Regions from separate parts of the Mus musculus genome. Here regions 1, 2, 3 and 4 are each linked to region 5. Evidence: chromatin contacts called from public Hi-C and promoter capture Hi-C data. All regions are on one chromosome and are shown on one strand. The core of a region is the stretch at or near the end of the contact, and the rest is flanking DNA. Distances in the headings are between cores, read along the strand shown. Region 1 holds the start of Baz1a (bromodomain adjacent to zinc finger domain 1A). Region 2 holds the start of Eapp (E2F-associated phosphoprotein). Region 3 holds the start of Nfkbia (nuclear factor of kappa light polypeptide gene enhancer in B cells inhibitor, alpha). Region 4 holds the start of Snx6 (sorting nexin 6). Region 5 holds the start of Strn3 (striatin, calmodulin binding protein 3).

Region 1 (2,700 bases), core at 121-2,620, 3.3 Mb before region 5:
GAATTCTTACTATTATTCTGTATATTATTTGGAGGTCAATTTTTTAAAAGTTTTTTGTTTGTTTGTTTTTCGGGACAGGGTTTCTCTGTATAGCCCTGGCTGTCCTGGAACTCACTCTGTAGACCAGGCTGGCCTCGAACTCAGAAATTTGGAGGTCAATTTTCAAAACACCAAGTCTTTAAGTGTGTACTGTGTACTTCTCTGAAAAGCATACAGTCTTACGTATATACTTGCCACTGGGAGACTTGTAAGCTTCTGTGGCTATGCTCATGCAGAAATGTGTATGCACACACACTATTAACTGCTTTTTAGTGCCATAGAACAGACTTTCACCAAGTATTATTTTACTCGTTCTATAATCATAGTAGTTTGAGAAGTTCATAACTGGTAAATAGTCTTAAACACCACCACCCACATACAAATAGTTATAGAAGATCCCAGTTTTTAAAATCATTTCACAGCATTAGTAATTAGGAAAAAAAGTAACATTTTACTGGAAGACTATTCCTCAGTTATACTTTTAGACTCATTCTTACATGTTAATTTGCAAATAAGCAAATAGAGTGATGGCAAAAATTATTAAAAGTTGGTGAACATTCTGAATGACTTCTAACTTAGAATATCCTTTTCAATTCAAAAGTCCCAAGTCTTATAAGAATTAAATTTGGTTTCATTTGTGAAAATTACTGATATGGGAAAATTGTTTAATGAGACATCTCGGTAGTAAATTTAACATCGTTAGGACTCTAATTGAACTGAAAATTGACCTTAAGTTACTTGTAGATTATAAGTTACTTATACTTTTTAAAAATTCTGGGTTTAGTTTTAAATATGTAGGGGGATCATATAAGTGAGATGACATTTCAAACTTTTGTCTTTTCCTGAGCTATCAAACTCTTTGAATTGTTTTAAGTATCAAGAAGGACTGGTGTCAAAAAAAGTTCTTTCTTTCAAGATGGATGATTACGCATGCAAAATACTTTGAGGGTTTTAGCGATTTCGTTTCTTATTCTTCCTTTCTTCAAAACGCAATTTAAATCGGAGCCGGAATCCCCTTTTCAACTCAATAGCTGGGCGCTGGTGGCCCATTGGAAAAGATGAAGACTTTACTTTGTCTGCCATGTGTTTAAGGAACACTAGCGCTTTCCCCAGATCTTCTGGCCGATAATCTCAAACATGGAGGATGCTTCTGATTCCTCACGAGGGGTTGCTCCATTAATTAATAATGTAGCTCTCCCAGGCTCTTCGCCCTCTCTTCCTGTATCAGTGACAGGCTGTAAAAGTCATCCAGTAGCCAATAAAAAGGTAGAAGCGAGAAGCGAAAAGCTCCTCCCCACAGCTCTTCCTCCTTCAGAGCCGAAAGTAGCTCAGAAACTTCCCGGGAGCGCGGAGAGGCGGGGAAGTGCCGGCGGGACGCGATCCCCGCGCGGAGCCCGGCAGTGGCAGCGGGAGCGGCGGCGGCCGGGAGAGACTCCGGGGCGGGGCGGGCCGGGACCTCGCGGCGTTCCTCGTGGGAAGGTGCGGCGGCGGGCAAGTGCTCGCAGGTGAGGGGCTCGCCAGCCGGCGTCCCGGGGAACCGGGAACAAAGCGCGGCGGCGCCCGGGCTCCGTGGCCGCCTAGCCCCGGGGATGCGTCGAGCACGTTGCGAGTCCCGGGACCGGTGGTGCGGCGGCCCGGAGCGGCGCTGGGGGGTGGGGGGGGGAGCCGCCGCACCGCCCGCCGCCGGGCGTCCGCCCCATTGTGAGGCGCCCGCGGGGCGCGCCGGGGCCGCGGCCGCCCGACAGACTGGGCACCCCGGCGGCGGGGAGGACCGGACTCGTCTGTCACACAAAAGGCAGCCGAGCCGCCCCGGCGCTCCCCGACCTTACCGGCTTTCTCCTTTCCCTCCAATTTGCTAGGGGCGCGGGCGGACGCGCGCAGCCGGGAGATGCCGCTGCTTCACCGAAAGCCTTTCGTGAGGCAGAAGCCGCCGGGGGACCTGCGGCCGGACGAGGAAGTTTTCTACTGTAAAGTCACCAACGAGATCTTCCGCCACTACGAGTAAGGCCGGCCGCGCAGCGGGGACAGCCGCCCCCGCGCCCTTTTGTCTGTCTGTCTCCTCTTTCTCTCCCGGGGCTCGTGACGGGTGGCCGGGCCGCCCATCCCCCGCGCGCCGTGACCGCGTGGGGCGGCTGGCGGCGGGGCCCGCGGAGGCCGGCGACCGCTCGGAGCCGCCGCGCTCGCCCGGGCGGGCGGAAACTCCCCGCCTCGCCCCTCCCCGCCGTGGCCGCACGCGCTCGGCCGCCGGTTCCGGGATCCCCGCCGGGTCAGCCCGCGCGCCGCCCCGGTGCCTCAGCCCGGAGAGGGATTCTCCGAGCCCGAGGGCAGGAAGCGGGCTGGCCCCGGACTGGGTTTTTCGCGGTCGCGCGTGGCTTCTGACGTTTGGTAGTGGGAGGCTGCCGGGGCTGAGGTGGGGACGGGGCGGGAGTGGAGGCTCGCTCCGCGTTGGGGGCAAAGGGGTTACTTCACCGGCCGGGAGGACGGGGCCGGGGAGCGTTGGGGCACGGGTGTCCTGAGCGGCGGCCTCGCGTCCCGCGCCGCCTAGGCCTGGGAGTGTGCGACGAGAGCCACGCTCTGTCACCGCCTCTTCTTGGTGACTAAACTCCGGTCCCCGGGGAACTCGGCGTCTCCGCCCCCAGGAGACCTGCGAGGGAGTAGTCG
Region 2 (2,700 bases), core at 95-2,594, 3.0 Mb before region 5:
TACACATCATTCAAAAATAAACCTAGGGCTGGTGAGATGGCTCAGTGGGTAAGAGCACCCGACTGCTCTTCCGAAGGTCCGAAGTTCAAATCCCAGCAACCAGGCTCACAACCACCCGTAATGAGATCTGATGCCCTCTTCTGGAGTGTCTGAAGACAGCTACAGTGTACTTATATATAATAAATAAATAAATCTTTAAAAAAAAAAAAAAAAAAAAAACTAAAACACCAGGTAGAAAGCAAGTCTTTCGCAATGCTAAAGTAAATGTTTTCTATTTTTTCAACAAAAATGCCAGGGGAGAGCGCGAACGCAGTCCCCCACTACCACAAATTATGCAGTCGAGTTTCCCGCATTTGGGGAAATCGCAGGGGTCAGCACATCCGGAGTGCAATGGATGAGCCTCGCCCTGGGAAAACCACCTTCGTGATCATGGTATCTCCCCTGCCAGGTAAGTATGAGTTGCGAGTGCCGTGTGCAGGCTCTCCATCATTGTATACTTACTTTATAACTACGGTCTCTTCCTCAATGCGTCTTCTCTACATTATATTCTCTTTTCTAACCTTGATCCATAAATATACGCTTATATTATGTAAATATTATCAATAACGGAAAAAAATGTCTATTTAGGGAGAACCGGTAGCCTTTGCGTGAAATTCTCATCTACATATTCCACGCCTTTGTGGTGACGCCGCGGGAACTCGTCTGTAGGCCCCTCAACGCGACTCCGCCCACTAAGGCTGTGAGGCGGGGGCGGGGTTTGTTGGTAGTGGGCAATCGAATCTGGAATTCAAAACCTAAGCTTCTGCCCAGGCTCTGGGCAAAGAAAAAGTTTTTTTTAGCTCAATTCAGTTTCTGCTAGCGGAGGACAGGATTCTAAGAGATCCACCCTTGTTAAGTTTAACTAGTAAAAGAAAAATCGTTTTTCCGTGGTGTTTTTCTGAGTAGGTCTATTATACATTATTTACTTGCACACAGCCAATAAACCTAATAAAAACCATGAGAGAAGGGCTAAGATAACAACTTTGAAGAAATAAATCTGACTGGATAGTGATATACAACTGTAATCTCAGCTCTCCGCAGGTCACGGTAAGCAGAGCGAAGCCAGCCTGGGCTACATAACTGGTTACAGGTTAGACTGGGTTAGTGAGACCTTTTCAAAACCTAAATAAAGCTTAAGTTAAGAGGAGGAGGAGGAGGAGGTGGCGGCGGCGGCGGCGGCGAGAAGAAAAATGCACAAAGACAACTGCTATTTTCAGCGGAAAAGAAAACGTAGAGACGTGTTAACATTGACCCTCCGCACGCCCCGTCTCTTGCATCCTTGTCACTGGACGGCTTGCGCAGGCGCACAGGAAGGACTCGCAGTACGGGCGGAAGTGGAGTCTCCGGGAAGCTTTGGGGAAGGCGCTGGCGGAGTACACAGACGCCGGGGCGGTGTAGGCGTCCTCAGGTCGCCATGAACCGACTCCAGGATGACTATGACCCGTACGCGGTGGAAGAGCCGAGCGACGAGGAGCCGGCTCTGAGCAGGTGGGCCGCTGCCCCGCGTCTCCGCCCTGCCTTGGCTGAGGCCGTTGTGTTGTTCGCGCCGGCCGTCCCTGGGCGCAGTGTCGTCCGCTTCACTTGCGGGAGCCTCGGGGCGCTTGATGGCGCTGCTCAGTCTCTAGGGAACCAGGATGGACAGCAGTGCGGGAAGAGGGATGTTCCGGAATTACGTGGGCCCCCAGGCGTGAAGCCTTAGATGGAACCCTGTTTACCGTTTACTAGCACTGTGACCGAAGGCAAGTCAGTTCTCGGCCTCGCATCTGTAAATGGAAATACAAGTATGGGACAGTGTCCTAAGCTAGTGAGGGCCTGGCCCTTAGCACGAAGTACTTATCTTGAAGACTGTCAAGTAGAAACTAGGGAATAGAGAATGGAAAAAAAAAAAAAAAGGAATGGGCTTTTTTTTTTTTTTTAAGTTATGATCTCCACACGCATGCCATAGCACCCATATGCCCATATACACAACATTTTTCTTTCTTTCTTCCTTCCTTTCTTCCTTTCTTTCTTTCTTTTGTTTTTCGAGACAGGGTTTCTCTGTATAGCCTGGCTGTCCTGGAACTCACTCTGTAGAGCAGGCTGGCCTCGAACTCAGAAATCCGCCTGCCTCTGCCCCCCAAGTGCTGGGACCAAAGGCATGCGCCACCATGCCCGGCTATACACAACATTTTTAAAACTGTAATTTAAAAGTTAAATGAATTAAGTCAGACATGGTAGTGTATGCCTATAATCCCATCATTTAGGAGGCCAGAGGGTGAAGAGTTCAAAGCTGGTTCTGGGCTACGTAAGATTTTGTCTTAAAACAAGAAAAAAATGTCCAAGGCATTTCTTGCAGCTGGCTTTTGCTTTGTTGTTCTTTTTCCCGCAGTTTTTTTTTTTTTTTTTTTTTTTTTGTTTTGTTTTTTTTGAGACAGGGTTTCTCTATAGCCCTGGCTGTCCTGGAACTCACTTTGTAGACCAGGCTGGCCTCGAACTCAGAAATCCACCTGCCTCTGCCTCCCGAGTGCTGGGATTAAAGGCTTGCGCCACCACGCCCAGCTCACGCCTGGCTTTTTTCTCCGCGTCTTAATCTACAACTTGTCTCCTTCCATGTGGGTCCCAGAAATTGAACTCAGGTCATGAGGCTTGGTGACAAGCCCTTTGTCTGCTGCTGAGTTATCT
Region 3 (2,700 bases), core at 64-2,563, 3.8 Mb before region 5:
GCTTTTTGGTTTTTCCTGGATTTTGAATCTTTTCCCTCAGTGTCTTCACATGCATACTCAGGGGGAGGCGCTGGAATTCCAAAGAGAGGAAAGCTGACATAAGGCTCATTAAGAAAAAGATCATTCACATCTCACCAGAAATCTATGCAGAACTAGAGAGGCCTCCTGGATCTGGTCTGACAAACTCTGATCCACGTTGCTTTAATTTTCCCTAAGTAGGGGTGGGGTGGAAGTAACATTTGTACTTTTGCCGGTTAAACTAGAGGCTCACAGGCCCAAATCCCTTTCTTGGGGGAGCAGCTACCCATAATGCCGCGGTCCCTTGGGAGCAAGGAAGCTGATAGAAGCAGCAGGTTTCAGATGGGGTCTGTGTTAGGACTATCTTGAGCCTCCTGCAGGATACCTCACAGTTACTTTTTTAGCTATGTTTGAGAGGCCAGCCTTGGCTAGGGCACTAAGTCAATTGCTCTGCTAGGCATTCACAATAAGCTCCGGCTTCATTCTCTGCAACAAGTTAACTCCGACAGCAAGAACGCAACAGTTGCGGTTGCAAGGAAACTACAACTTCTACTAAGATTAACAGCTTGCATTACTTGGGGAAAAATGTGGTTCCCATACGGAGCTAGGATTTGCCCCTCCCCCGGGGGGGGGGGCAAGATTATTGACCCCTAGGAAATAATCTAGGGGTTCTCCAAGCTCTTGGTTTTTGTTGGTGGTGGTGGTGGTTTTGTTTGTTTTAATGCCAAAGTTTTTACAGCTTCATGGAGTAGGAGTGAAGGACAGCCAAATGTCCCTGCATTGCAAAGGGCCTGGAACAGACAAAACACAGCCGGCCCCGGAACCACTCATATGTCCGTCGTCGCAGAAATTTAGGAGAAGCGAATCCCTGCACCTAGCCAGCGTTTCCACTCTTGGGTTTTCAAAAAGATCAAAAACCGGAAAAGACCTGCAAACTGGCAAATCGCTAAGAGGAACAGCCTAGCAGGTCTGCGTCCTTGGAAGCTGCGCAGCTTGGGACCCCAAACCAAAATCGCCCGGTGGGAAACCCCAGGGAAAGAAGGGTTCTTGCAGAGGGCTGGGGTTACTGAGTGCAGGCTGCAGGGAAGTACCTAGAGGGAGGGGGCCTGGTCGGGAGGACTTTCCAGCCACTCAGGGCTCATCAAAAAGTTCCCTGTGCATGACCCCAGTGGCTCATCGCAGGGAGTTTCTCCGATGAACCCCGGCCCTGGGTTTAGGCTTCTCAGTGGAGGACGAGCCAGTTCTTTTTCTAGTCTGACTGGCTTGGAAATTCCCCGCGCCTGACCCCGCCCCTGAGAAATCCCCTGCCAGCGTTTATAGGGCGCCGCGGCGGCGCTGCCGAGCCCACAACAGTCAGACCTCGCCAGCCAGCCGCCAGCAGCCTGCAGCCTGCACCCGCTCAGCCCCGCACAGCCATGTTTCAGCCAGCTGGGCACGGCCAGGACTGGGCCATGGAGGGCCCGCGGGATGGCCTCAAGAAGGAGCGCTTGGTGGACGATCGCCACGACAGCGGCCTGGACTCCATGAAGGACGAGGAGTACGAGCAAATGGTGAAGGAGCTGCGGGAGATCCGCCTGCAGCCGCAGGAGGCGCCGCTGGCCGCCGAGCCCTGGAAGCAGCAGCTCACGGAGGACGGAGACTCGTAAGTGGCGCCGGGCACCGGTGGGGGTCGCGCGGGGCCTGCAGCGCGCTCGGGGTTCTGCACGGCGAGGGCGCCGGGGTTGCGGGGCGCCGGGGCTGCGGCGGGCCGCCTGTCTTCCCCCCTCCCCCTCCTCCCCTGTCCCCGGACCCGGAGTCGCCGAGCGCAGGCCGGGGGGGGCGGGGCGGCAGCGGCGGCGAGGACGCAAAGTCCCGGCCTGGCAGCGGTGGCGCGCAGCCGCCGGGCGCCGCGCGGCCGCGAGGGGAAGTACAGGGCGTTCCGGGCGGCGGAGGGCGGGCCGGTCTGGCCGGCGCCCGCCCGGAGGGGGTGGGGCACGGAAAGTCCCTGGGCGGCTGCCAGGAACACTCAGCTCATAATAACCTCGCGGAAAACACCGCGGCCGCGGCCTCCAGAAACCCCGGCCTTGCGCAATCCCCCCTCCAACCCCACCTCCAGCCCGCGCCTCCCCCCCCCCCACGCAGTGTGCTCACCACCCCTCGGGGGGTTTCCCTGTCATCCCTCAGGTTCCTGCACTTGGCAATCATCCACGAAGAGAAGCCGCTGACCATGGAAGTCATTGGTCAGGTGAAGGGAGACCTGGCCTTCCTCAACTTCCAGAACAACCTGCAGCAGGTGCGCTGCTTGCTTGCCCCGCGGGTGCCCTCTTTGACCCCTTGGTGGAGTCAGATGTAGCACGGTCGCCCCCAAAGCGTTTCTAAATTAATAGTCACTTAGTTCTTATCTGCCTTGGCCTTTTGCATTCAAATCAGCCAACGTCTTAGAACCAGAAGAAAAATCCCTTGGGTTTAGTGAGGTCTTTATGACCCACCTAGGGCCTCCTGTTTGCCTGATCTCCTAAGAGACAAATGGGAGGATCAGATTCCATAGCGGGAGGTGTCTGGGGTTCAGGAAACTCAAGACTATGGGTTTGCTCCATGGCTTATCCCTTTCTGTTTCCTCTTCCATTTGTAGACTCCACTCCACTTGGCTGTGATCACCAACCAGCCAGGAATTGCTGAGGCACTTCTGAAAGCTGGCTGTGA
Region 4 (2,700 bases), core at 85-2,584, 3.1 Mb before region 5:
TTCAGACTTTTTGTTGATGATAAAGGGCAATGGAATCTCTCTGTAACTGCTTCTTGGCTGAAATTAGGGTGTCATTGTCAGAGCCAGGAAGGCTGAGATGCTAGTAAGGCCAGGGGTGGAGAGAAGATTCACACCAGCAGATCGTTATTTACATGTATATGTGTAGGAAGGGAGGTGGAGAAAATGAGTCAATTGCAGACACGGTGGTATTTGTTTGGATGTGAGGCATGAGGAGATGAAGGATCTGAAGAGGACAAGTCGAAACCAGGCTTGGACCTTGAGAGTGATGATGTCATTAAGTGGAGACACAATAGTCCGGGCGGTGGTGGCACACGCCTTTAATCCCAGCACTTGGGAGGCAGAGGCAGAGGCAGGCAGATTTCTGAGTCAGAAGCCAGCCTGGTCTACAGAGTGAGTTCCAGGACAGCCAGGCCTATACAGAGAAACCCTGTCTCTAAATAAATAAATAAATAAATAAATAAATAAAAGTGGAGACACAGCTTTGCTTGAGTGATCCTTTGTAGAAGTGAAGTGTGGTAAGTTAGAAATGATTATTTTTATAAAATTTATTTATTTATTGGTTTTGTGTGTGTGAAAGGACAATCTGCAGTACCATTCTACCTTGTGGGTCAGTCCTGGGGCTTGAACTCAGGCCTCTAGGCTTAGCAGCAAGTACTTTTCCTCACTGCTAAACCAACATGCTGGCCCAAGGGATTATTTTCTTGAAGCATCTGTGGATGCTCCTTTCCTGCTACTCAGCTGGACAGTTAGATCAGGTCTGGCGATTGTTTCTTAGTATACAGGCAAGGAATACTCTTGTAATGAGAACGGCTCTGTTTTTATAGTGCTCGGTCATTAGCACCCCAAACTGAGGTAGTTATTACTTCCCCAGCAGTAAAAGCTTGATTATAGCCCCTGTCTGCTTATTGTGTGAAGGCTTTTGGCTCCTGAAACTTCCACAGGCAATATGGTATTAATGGTGATTAATCATCATGTAACTCAATACAAAGACAAGAATATTTACTGTGACTTCCTGGGAGTACTGGTACAGTTTTTTAGGGGCCCTCGGGGGCAAGAGACGTGGACCGTTCTCCGGGTGGCCCTGGGGCCTTCCCAAGCCTGAGCTCGCCAGCAGTGAGCAGCGACTATCGCTCTGGGCCAACCCTCCCTCTTACCTGGAGCAAAGGACCCTGCGTCCTTTCCCCTTCAGGGACTGCTCCCCCTCCTAGAGCGGGCGGGGGGCGGGGCTGGCGCTCGGCTCCGCCCTCCGCCCCACCCGCGCGGCCGACTAGGTTCGTGGCCTTGCTTGTGCGACTGCGCGAGCCCTGGACTCGAAGCAGCCATGATGGTGGGTGTTCACGGCGGCGCCGAACTCGGGGCGCGCGGTGGGGGCGGCGGGCGCGGGGACGGCGCGGGCTGGGCGCTAATGTCTCTCTTTGTGTCTCCCCCTTTCCCTGCCTCCCCTTCGGTGTGCTGGGCCCGCCGACCCCACAGGAAGGCCTGGATGACGGCCCCGACTTCCTCTCGGAGGAAGACCGCGGAGTAAGTTGTGTCTTCTGTGGTCTCGACCCTCGGTCCCTCCCCCGCCGTGGCCCGAGAAGGGGTCCAGGCTGCGCTGCCGCCCTGGGTCGCCCTCCCGACCTCCGCGACGCGCGCCCCGCCCTTCTGCAGCCCTTCGTCCCTGGGGTCGGGCGCTTCTCGGTTCCGCTGGTCCCGTGGCCGCTTTCTCGCCCTAGGTGGGCGATCCAACCCTGTGCTGAGCTTGCTTTTCCCAGGCCCCGCTGCAGGTGGGGTGGCCGGGTTGGAACGCCCCCATCCTTGACTCTCTGGGCCACGAAACCCATTTTCAGACCTTCCCGGTGGTACCGTCAAAATCTTTCTGTGGCTTTCTGGAACCTCGTTTCTCCTTTCTCTGCTGAATGGTATGGATTTGGTCTAAATTTACTCTTTTGTAATGATTTTTTTGCAATCAGCAAATCTCAGTTTTGCCCTAAAAGATTTTTAAAGAACGGGTCGCTTTCAGTATCTTTACTTTTTCTAGTATATTCCTCAATCCCCATCCTTTTCAGGATTCTCTCGATATTGTCTCCCATCTCTAGCTCATGTTAAGGTATGACTTACAAAATAATAATTTATATAAAGATGTACAGCGTGATATTTTGATGCGTGTAGAGGTTGTGAAATAATTACCATTGTCAAGTTAATGAACACAGACCTCACTCGGGACCTTACTCAGGTACCTTCATTTTCTTTTTTGAGGAGAGCACTTGGTCTGCTCTCAGCAGAGTTTCAAGTATCCATTATTATTAGTCACTCCACTGTACATTAAGTATCCAGAACTTAAAACTGAAAGTTTGTATCCTTTGACCACTCTCCCCCCTCCCCGCTTCCTGCCCCTTGTTCAAAGGTCTCATTTCTCGCTCCCACTGCATCCCCCCAGCAGCACTCCATTTGTCTTAGTGAAAGATAGCATTGCATGTAGAGCCTTGTACAGGTGCACTGTTACTAATGTATGACTGCCACTAAGCAAAGTTTCATTGTCACCATTTTATCACTCAGCAGCTCACACTTGTCCAGAAACTTGGTTTGAAACAAGTTTCCTTGTACAAAGCAATTTTTTTCCTGCCTCCCAAGTGTGGATGTGGTGCATGCCTCCTAGCCTAGTTTTCCTTTTGTTTTCTATTTTGCGGCTACTTATCC
Region 5 (2,700 bases), core at 23-2,522:
GTCTGAAACGAAACCCAGAGATCAGGTTGTCTACCTCTGCCTCCCGAGTGCTGGGATTAAAGACATGGTTCACCAAGCCCGGTAGCCAGGCTGTTACCTCAACTTACAGAAAGCCGGGCGTGGTGGCACGCCTCTCATCCCAGCACTCGGGTGGCAGAGGCAGGCGGATTTCTGAGTTCGAGGCCAGCCTGGTCTACAAAGTGAGTTCCAGTTCAGCCAGGGCTATACAGAGAAACCCTGTCTCGAAAAAACCAAAAAAAGAACTTACAGAAAAATGCACACTATAGCACCTAAAAACTGACCCTTTGTGTATGTAGTATTTCATTCTAAAACCATTTAATGATGAAGAAAGATATCGTTGTGTTGATTTAGTTCATCTTAAGTTCTATTTACAATACTTTCATTTTGTTTCGATCAAAATTTCTGCCACTAATGACAATATCTGCGTTCATTGACTTCTAAACATCAGTCTCTTTGAAAGTTATCGTTTGCCATCCAACCCACTATTCTCAAGAATTCAAGATATCACAACTTCTTCAGGAAAAAAAAAAAAAAAAAAAAAAAAAAAAAAAAAAAAGCAATAGCTCAAACACAGAGAATCTCAGAATAATAAAGACTTAAGAAGTTACAACGGGCGGCCAGGAGCACCGAAGTGGGACCAAAGAAGCAGGTTGCGACGAAGCCCAGGAGCCAGTGAGAAAGTCCGGAAGAATCTGGGCTATTTGCCAAACGTAGACGTCTCCAGAATCCTGCAGACTGACTGGTGCCACGAAACCAGAGGTCAAGTGAGTGACAGGCAGAAAAGAGGCCCGACCCTCTGGGACTGAGCAAAACACGCCAGGAATTCTAGAGAAACGTCAGGAATTCCAGGGCAGTACGGAGGACGCCTTGCACGCAGCTCCAGAGCCCAGGCCCTCAGCTGAGACCCACGCTGCCCCTAAGGATACGTGCGTGAGGAAAACGACCCGGAAGCCCGACGCCCACGCGCTTCCCCAAAGTCAAGGCAGCATCCAGATTCCACAGGCGTAGAAAAGCTGGGGCCCGGCGCCCGAGTTGGGGCGGGGCCCAGGCCTTTCCCCGCCTCCCGAAGAGCGGTCCATCCTCAGTGCGCCTGCGTGGGGTGAGGCCGGACTCTTTTTGGCTCTCCGGAGTGCGGCTTGCAGCGGCGTTCTCTACCCAGCGTGCCGTGCGCGAGCGGCGGCCCTCCGTCCCTCCTCCTCCTCCTCCGTCCCTCCTCCTCCTCCCGCCGCGGCCCCCCTCTCCCCCAAAGTGAGTGAGTGAGACGGGCAGATGGAGGAGGTACCGTAATGGCGGCGGCCGGCAGCTCCCTGCTCTGATCCGCGGCAAGCACACGGCAACGACCCCCTCCCCGGCCGTCTCCCGGCCGGCCCCCCGCCCTGCGGTCGGCGCGGGGCCACCGTCCCGGCCCTCCCCGCAGCTGTCGGCGTCTGGCACTGCGCCCCGGCCGGGGCCCCACACACAATGGACGAGCTGGCCGGAGGCGGCGGCGGCGGCCAGGGGATGGCAGCCCCTCCCCGGCCGCAGCAGGGACCCGGGGGGAACCTGAGCCTGCCGCCGGGAGCGAACGGAGCGCCGGGCGGCGGGGGTCCTCCGGCCGCCGAGGCGGCGGGGCCCCCGGCAGGCCCGGAGCTGTCCCGGCCGCAACAGTACACGATCCCGGGGATCCTACACTACATCCAGCACGAGTGGGCTCGCTTCGAGATGGAGCGGGCGCACTGGGAGGTGGAGCGGGCCGAGCTGCAGGTACGTCACCCGTCACCCCTCTCGACTGCGAGCTGGGGCCGGGGCCACGGGCCGCGGGGGTGGGGCCGGGGCTGAGGCCCGTGCCCTCAAGGGCGGAGGGGACCTACCTGAGCCGCTCCGGCCGGCGAGCGGTGACGGCGCGCCCGGCTCCCTCCTCACGGGCGGCGCGCTGCGGGCATCCTTGGGGCAGCCATTTTGGCTTTTAGCATGGCGTCCGCAGGGCTCCTCCGGAGCCACCTCTCCTGGGCCTCCGGGGTTTGGGCCCAGCGCCTCTGGGCGAGAGTCTGGCGTGGGCCCGCTAGGCACTGAGTTTGCGCTTGTGGGTCCCCTTGAGGGTGAGGCCACGCGGAGAGGGCCTGGGATGAGCGTCTTTGCCTCCTGGCTCCTGCACCCCCTTCCGATGTGGCGTCCTGCCCCCTCCCCCGCGCCTCGGTACGCACTTGCCCCTTGACAGCCACGCCGCTTCGGGCTACCGCCGCGCACAATGGCTCGCGGCCGGCCGGACAAGTTTGCCTTCCCATCCTCAACTCCTTTAAGTACCTGCGATGCCGCTCTACTCACTTGGATTTCCTTTAGCGCTTACTGATTCATCAACACTTTAACTGAATATTTCTCTCTTGAGTCGGCTTCTCTAGAGTTCCCTACTATATTCATGTTTTTACTGATGCAAAGCAAAGCTGGGCTGTCAGTACAGTATTTAGGAAATGTCTGCGGAAAGAATTGGTCTTAATTTGAAGTAGACCGTACTTATCGCTTAGTACAAGCTAAAACGGAGTTAAATGTCCACTTAATGTGATCCTCTGACAGACTTGGGTTATCCTAACTTTTGGAAGGTGACAGTTGCGGGTTCATGCCTTGAATTTTTAAAATTGCTGCATCTGTTTGAAAGGATTATTCAAGCTGGAGGATGACTGCGTTTAGTTTTAAGTTCCTTTC

What was found. Promoter capture Hi-C pulls out the DNA fragments that hold promoters and counts their contacts. A called contact is a pair of places that touch in the nucleus more often than the background predicts.
Region 1: a promoter capture Hi-C map of pre-B cells shows a contact between it and region 5. The contact joins the promoter of Baz1a here to the promoter of Strn3 in region 5. A contact is called at or near these places in 3 of 39 promoter capture datasets (the C10 cell line, cranial neural crest and pre-B cells).
Region 2: a contact with region 5 is called in a promoter capture Hi-C map of neutrophils, with 3 times the contacts expected there. The contact joins the promoter of Eapp here to the promoter of Strn3 in region 5. A contact is called at or near these places in 13 of 39 promoter capture datasets (the C10 cell line, HPC-7-derived erythroid cells, cranial neural crest and 8 more), 1 of 484 Hi-C or Micro-C datasets (B cells) and 4 of 115 datasets of contacts at active chromatin or transcription factors (cardiomyocytes, embryonic stem cells and stem cell-derived epiblast-like cells).
Region 3: a Hi-C map of CD4 T cells shows a contact between it and region 5, with 5 times the contacts expected there. The contact joins the promoter of Nfkbia here to the promoter of Strn3 in region 5.
Region 4: a contact with region 5 is called in a promoter capture Hi-C map of pre-B cells. The contact joins the promoter of Snx6 here to the promoter of Strn3 in region 5. A contact is called at or near these places in 3 of 39 promoter capture datasets (cranial neural crest, pre-B cells and second pharyngeal arch cranial neural crest).

Annotation. Positions count from the first base shown.
Region 1 is chr12:54,985,006-54,987,705 of GRCm38.p6, reverse strand. Baz1a (bromodomain adjacent to zinc finger domain 1A) reads left to right here and starts at 1,370. Exons shown (of 27, transcript NM_013815.2): 1 at 1,370-1,544; 2 at 1,899-2,040. The coding sequence starts at 1,928.
Region 2 is chr12:54,694,538-54,697,237 of GRCm38.p6, reverse strand. It overlaps Eapp (E2F-associated phosphoprotein), which reads left to right and starts at 1,344. Exons shown (of 6, transcript NM_025456.4): 1 at 1,344-1,527. The coding sequence starts at 1,454. Gm22513 (a small nuclear RNA gene) reads right to left here and starts at 456; the gene lies at 293-456.
Region 3 is chr12:55,491,260-55,493,959 of GRCm38.p6, reverse strand. It overlaps Nfkbia (nuclear factor of kappa light polypeptide gene enhancer in B cells inhibitor, alpha), which reads left to right and starts at 1,313. Exons shown (of 6, transcript NM_010907.2): 1 at 1,313-1,660; 2 at 2,182-2,290; 3 at 2,630-2,700. The coding sequence starts at 1,434. Gm36634 (a long non-coding RNA gene) reads right to left here and starts at 665. Exons shown (of 3, transcript XR_381610.3): 1 at 1-665.
Region 4 is chr12:54,794,296-54,796,995 of GRCm38.p6, reverse strand. It overlaps Snx6 (sorting nexin 6), which reads left to right and starts at 1,334. Exons shown (of 14, transcript NM_026998.3): 1 at 1,334-1,348; 2 at 1,495-1,542. The coding sequence starts at 1,343.
Region 5 is chr12:51,690,486-51,693,185 of GRCm38.p6, reverse strand. Strn3 (striatin, calmodulin binding protein 3) reads left to right here and starts at 1,272. Exons shown (of 18, transcript NM_052973.2): 1 at 1,272-1,764. The coding sequence starts at 1,483. Ap4s1 (adaptor-related protein complex AP-4, sigma 1) reads right to left here and starts at 2,220. Exons shown (of 6, transcript NM_021710.4): 1 at 1,872-2,220.